Regions from separate parts of the Zea mays genome. Here region 1 is linked to region 2. A link is a contact called in public Hi-C data. All regions are on one chromosome and are shown on one strand. Each heading gives the region's core, a stretch centred on a gene start, on an enhancer-like site or on the middle of the called end of the contact. The rest is flanking DNA. Distances are from core to core; before and after follow the strand shown. Region 1 holds the start of LOC100276356. Region 2 holds the start of LOC103633047 (DEAD-box ATP-dependent RNA helicase 7).

What was found. Hi-C and Micro-C count contacts between places; a contact is called where the count stands out from the background.
Region 1: a contact with region 2 is called in a Hi-C map of leaf mesophyll, with 3 times the contacts expected there. The contact joins the promoter of LOC100276356 here to the promoter of LOC103633047 in region 2. A contact is called at or near these places in 11 of 25 Hi-C or Micro-C datasets (bundle sheath, endosperm, leaf and 3 more) and 1 of 3 datasets of contacts at active chromatin or transcription factors (seedling).

Annotation. Positions count from the first base shown.
Region 1 is chr7:146,979,596-146,982,425 of Zm-B73-REFERENCE-NAM-5.0, reverse strand. LOC100276356 reads right to left here and starts at 1,399. Exons shown (of 3, transcript NM_001150163.1): 1 at 1,217-1,399; 2 at 1-626. The coding sequence starts at 611.
Region 2 is chr7:146,783,910-146,786,724 of Zm-B73-REFERENCE-NAM-5.0, reverse strand. LOC103633047 (DEAD-box ATP-dependent RNA helicase 7) reads right to left here and starts at 1,375. Exons shown (of 14, transcript XM_008654731.2): 1 at 670-1,375; 2 at 71-205. The coding sequence starts at 1,176. LOC100303815 (bile acid sodium symporter) reads left to right here and starts at 2,337. Exons shown (of 8, transcript NM_001165445.1): 1 at 2,337-2,612. The coding sequence starts at 2,465.

The DNA of each region.
Region 1 (2,830 bases), core at 150-2,649, 200 kb before region 2:
GCAACCACCACAGACCAGATAGCATTTGTTTCCTTTGCTTGGTTATACAAGCATGTCATATGCTTCTTCAACCAACATTTGCATGAGGCGCCAGTATCACAGCTCCTGCTGTCTGCAGGATCTGAAGGGTGGCCTGATTTTTCATCAAAATCTTCACCGGACTCAACACCATCATCGAGAACAACAAAACCATGTGCATCATCTTCAGTGTGGGATGAACCGTACCCAGGTGTGTCATCTCTCATCTCCACATCATCATCTGAGAGGTCTTTCCCTTCATCATCAAACTGAACTCTCTCAGACCCAACAACATTCTTAATACTATAATCCTCCACAGTGGTACTAGGTTTCTGCACATCCTTCTCAGGCTGTATCTCATCGAAACTGGTTTGTATTGGCAGGTTCTCGTGCTCACTCGGCGGAAACACAAAGTGGTCAGACATGAGCAGTGCATTGGATGAACTATGCTCTTGATTTTCATTAACAGGCTTTACTTCTGTCCTGACAGGTCCTGGCGCCGCTTCATAGGCAGATGCTGTGAGAGTCACAACTTCCCAGTCCGCCCCTCGGGGGGTGGTTCCCTCCCCCACTTCTTTCTCATTATCAGCCATATCCACGAATCTGATCTGTCATTTTTTCAAGAAACAATTTCAGCAACCAAGGTAACCGCAAAATGATGCAATCACATACACATCAGACAAACGACACTTGATTACATAGCAAGGCCCAGCACAAAAGAATTGCCCGTAAGAGACAGAAACGGGGTTTCATCCAGTGATTCATCAAGGGGTAAACACTGAAGACGGAGCATTTACACTCCTGAACCAAACTAAGATGAATAAATTACATGTACAGCACAACTATCAGATAAGCAAACACCAATGACCCATCGACTCACTGTCAACAACCTAATCCTAGCCAGAGAATGTCTCAAAAGCGGGGGGCAATCTAATCTAAGCACCACAATTGACGAGAACCTCTTAATAGAGGGCGGACCGAGTAAAGGACATGGATGTACATATGTACACCCAATTTTAAAAAGAAAAAAAGAAGAAAAAAGTTTGTGTGCATAATACATGTATATTATTAGTACACTTGCAACTGGATCAGATCAGATCCGAACGCACATAGGTTGGGTTTGGGTGCTCCGTTCCGCACAGCAGGAACGGAAGAGAAGGGGTGGGGCACCTGGAGGGTGCTCGTCTGGTCTGGGTACCTGGCGCAGGGCGACGGAGGCGGCGGAGGCGGCGCCACCGGAGACAGAGCGCACGCGAGGGACACGGCAGAACCGAGAGAGAGAGCGCAGGAAAGAGTATGCCGCGGGGAACCGGAGAACAAGAGGGAGGGGCGCAGGGTGAATATTACGGTTACGCCCAGTTCCCCCACTAATCTACTCTATCTAGGCAAAAACTACCGTGCAATATATGAACTCCCTCCTCCACTGTTACGAAAGGTTAATCTGCTTCTTTTTAAATGGAAACCGAATATTTCGATGTTTTAAAAATAAATCGTCTAATTTACCTTTGTGAATAGTTTTTCAAACGTGTTTTGGGCTTTTGGCTAACGTGAACTTCCATAACAATTACAAAAGTTCAATTTGCTTCTTTTGATTGGAAAATCGAATTTAACAATTGCAAAAGTTCAAGTTTCTTCCTTTAATTGGAAAATCGAATTTATGACATAAGAGAAATACATTTGAGTGAGCATTTCAACAACATCAGTCGTTCTGTGACATCGCGTCAGCCATACAAGATTTAAATCATGTTTTTCAGTAGTTTTAGAGACTAAAATAGAGTTTATTAATAAATTGTACAATTATTTAAATATTATCCAATTGCTTTAAAAAATATTTAAAATACTACAAACTGATTTATTTTTAGAAGGCGTTATTAATTCAAAAATATGAAACTAGTTTTACTTTTCCTAAAATTCATGCTCTAAATTTATGTTCCTTGCTTAGAATTATTTGTCTTACATGGTATTTGGCCAAATATGAAATAGAAATGCAGGTTAAGACATCCTTGCAAAGTGTAATGTTAAGAGCATATGTGATAGTGGCATAGTGCCTTAAAATAATACCATATCTTAAAATACTTGGCTCAACTCATAAAAAACCAACTCTAACAGTGCTCTATTTTATAAATTTTATCAAAAAATATAGGGCAGCAGGTCACTTACATAGAGAGGTCTGTTCTTGAAGAGCAAGAGTGCCTAACACATCGAATCTACGTAGAGAGGTCTGTTCTTGAAGAGCAAGAGTGTCTAACACATCGAATCTATCTGGTGTGCATCGGACCTGTCGAGTACAACAACTAGTTTATGCACCAACACTTACTCCAATAGCTACATGATGTGGCAGCTGATGTCGCAAGGTCTAGTGGTGCACCGGACCGATCTAGTGTCACTATGTAACACCTTGTCCACTCCGGACTGATGGTATTTACTCCTAGCAGCCCTCTAGAATCATAGATCATCCACATAGATCAACACAAGTCTCTTGTGCGCATTCTCCTCATTCATGCGCTCGAGAAGACTTCCCGGTCGGTCAACCATCCCAAGATTGCTCTGTGCCAAGCACACTTAACCAAGAGTTTTTTAGGTAGGATTTCTAAAAAGAAGATACACCTTGTTGGTATAAATACTCTATTAATTCTATTATTAATTTCTATTAAGCCTTAGACCAGTATATCACACAATCCACCTGGGCCAAGATATCACAATCCTCCCCCTTAAAAGACCAACGTCATCGTCGGTCAACCCCAAGCCAAGAACCTGTCATCTTGGCCACGTCTGTGTGTCCAGTGTCGTCATATGCCATGTCATGTGACCA
Region 2 (2,815 bases), core at 126-2,625:
GCACTTATGTCAAAAACTCATGTGCAAAAGAATCCAATTCTTGAATCAGATAAGGGTAAAAGTTTTTTACCTGATTGGCCAGCTCTCTTGTTGGTAGTAGAACGAGAACACTTGGGGTCCTGCCATGTTCAGTCCGTCTAGATGCCTTGTTTGCCCCATTAACCAAAGACTCCAATATGGGCAAGACAAAAGCCAAAGTTTTTCCCTATAGGAAACAACACTTGTCACAGAGGTTTTCAGATAGACGTATTATAAAAGAGTAATGGCGTTCCTCATGCCACCACTTGTCAAGTATATCTTAATGAGAAATTCAGGCGATTTTTTGCACATATTTTTTATCCAGCACTACATAATCATAATTCTATACTGAATAGAAGGGTTAGCTGTCTGACATAAACACCGATTCACCTTCACGCTACCTTATATGCATTAATACTGTTGAAACAGAAACAATATGGACACCTGTTGTTGAAAACCAACAGGTGTCCTAATTCTACTCTAATTCATACAGATACAGAAAAGTCTCCATAACGCTCATCAACCATTGTATTCAAGTGTCAAGTGTATGAGCAGGAACACAGTCTAGTAATTCAAAGAGTTATACGTGCCAAATAATGAGTACTCCTTGTAAATCAACAAAATGAATCACAATTCGGAACGGCTTCTCACCTGACCGGTGCGCGCTCGGCCAACCAAGTCGCTGCCATCGAGTACGAGATCGAAAGTGGTGGCCTGAATGGGGAACAGTGACTTGATCCCCTTGGACCTGAGGCTCTGCCTCAGCGACTCCGATATCCTGAAGTTCGTCAGCGCGTTCGGGTCCGCGGGGTCCTCATCGCTGCTGGCTGTGATCTCGCCATCGTCATCTGAGGCTGAAGACGAGACATCAACATTCTTCTTCGTCTTCTCCTTCGCTTTTTTCGCCGCGGGTGCTGTCTCCTCGGAGCTGGTGCTGCTTTTCTCTTCCTCATCAGAGGACGCGGCCGATGGGAGCGGAGGGGACGGCTCCTTCACCTTTCGCTTCTTCTCTTTCTTCTCTTTCTTCTTGACCGAAGCGGCCTCCGCCTCTGCCTCCGCGGCGGCGGCGGCGGCCTTGAGCTGCTTGCGCTTGGCCTTCTTGGAGGCGGAATCGTCGACGGCCATGGGCTCCACGCCAGCGGCAAGGGCGGGAGACATCACGGGTAACAGGCGGTGGCAGCTGGTAGGAACGTTGAGGGCTGGCGGCTGCGAGGGGAAGGCGCAGCCGGAAAAGAGGGGGAGAGAGACGGGGTTTCGAGTACTTGTAGGTATGCTGCGGAAACCCTAGTGCGGCGCGTGCGCACGTGCCCGAGCCCGGGAGCGGTTCGTGACCGACTTCAAAGGACACAAGTGTTTCACGATTCCCTCCTCTATTAGGGAAACTTCAATAAAATAAAAAATGTATTTATGTTCTCTTTTAAAAAAAACGTCGTCCAAGTTTTACCAACCAAGAGCATCTCCACTAATTCCAAAAAACTCTTAAAATTGTTTTTGAGGTACCATTAACAAAAAATCTTTCTCCAACCGTTTCTTAATGAGGTCCTTAACTATATTAACTTCATAAATATTTCTATTTAGTTTCTAAACTTAGAGAGACATTTTGCACCTCCAATAACATATTTATTTTGTGTGTCAATCATACTATAAAATCACTTGTCCAAGTTTGTGCCTGTACGATACATTTTAAATGATTTGAGCCGTTGAATAGATGAATTTACTATCCTCGTTCAAATAACAAGTCTTGAGATGATCTATCAAAAAAAGAAGAAATTGATTGGATGTGATTCATATAGAATGAAAATAGTAAGAATGATGATTATTGAACTTTATTGTACATCAAACTAAATTTAAAGTTGTAAGTAATAAATAGAAAATTTGGATATCATAATCTAAAAATATTTAATAACCTAAAAATTGAGAATAGTAGGAAGCTAATATTTTTCTAATATGTATTTAGCAACAACTTGCTAAATACCACTCTCTTCGTTTTTTTTGTTTATTTGTTGCGTTTTAGTTAAAAATAAAATAGCAGACAACAAATATTAGAGAAACGGAGGTAATAGTTTATAGAGTTACTTTCTTTAAGACATTTAGATTTGATATTTTTGTGAGCGAGACCTTTGAAGTGTTAAGCCTCTTTCCACCATTTGGTACTGGTAGCCAGTGTTGATTTCTGGAGTTGTGCTAGATTACTGATCCACATGGTTAGAAAATATAAAAACGTTTCGAGATTAAATTAGCCAGATGGCACCAAATCAGAAGGTGACAATCCGTTGTATAATCTCCAGACTAATTTCTTCCATTCCGTCCCTGTCCGTCGGTTCAAGCTTCCCAACAATCTCTGCGGAGTAGGTCGCCTGACGAACTACCGAGACGTGCGTCTCGCTTCTCCCTTCCTCAGCTGCTGGCCCGCTGCCTGCAGCCATTGCCCGCTCCTCGAGGTCAAATGGCCCCTGCCCCCGCTCTCACCGCCACATCCGTCCTGAAGCGTTCCCACCTACCCGGCGTCCACTCGTTGGCCTGTCGCCGGCAGCCGGGGGCGGACCGCGTCTCGGTGCTTTCTCCAGCGATCCCGCCGCCCCGCGTTTCATGGCGTAGGTCCTCCAGTCTGATCTAAGAGATCCCCAATCTTATGCTGCTGTACTGCGTGAATTACAGATTGGCGATATCGCCTTTGTGTCAAGAGAACAGTGATTGGGTTTTGGGGTTCAACAATGGGTATCTTATCTATCTATCATAAGCTTCGTCGTGGCGGGATTGAAAATTTATGATGTAGTCTTTCTGTTTGTTCTATACA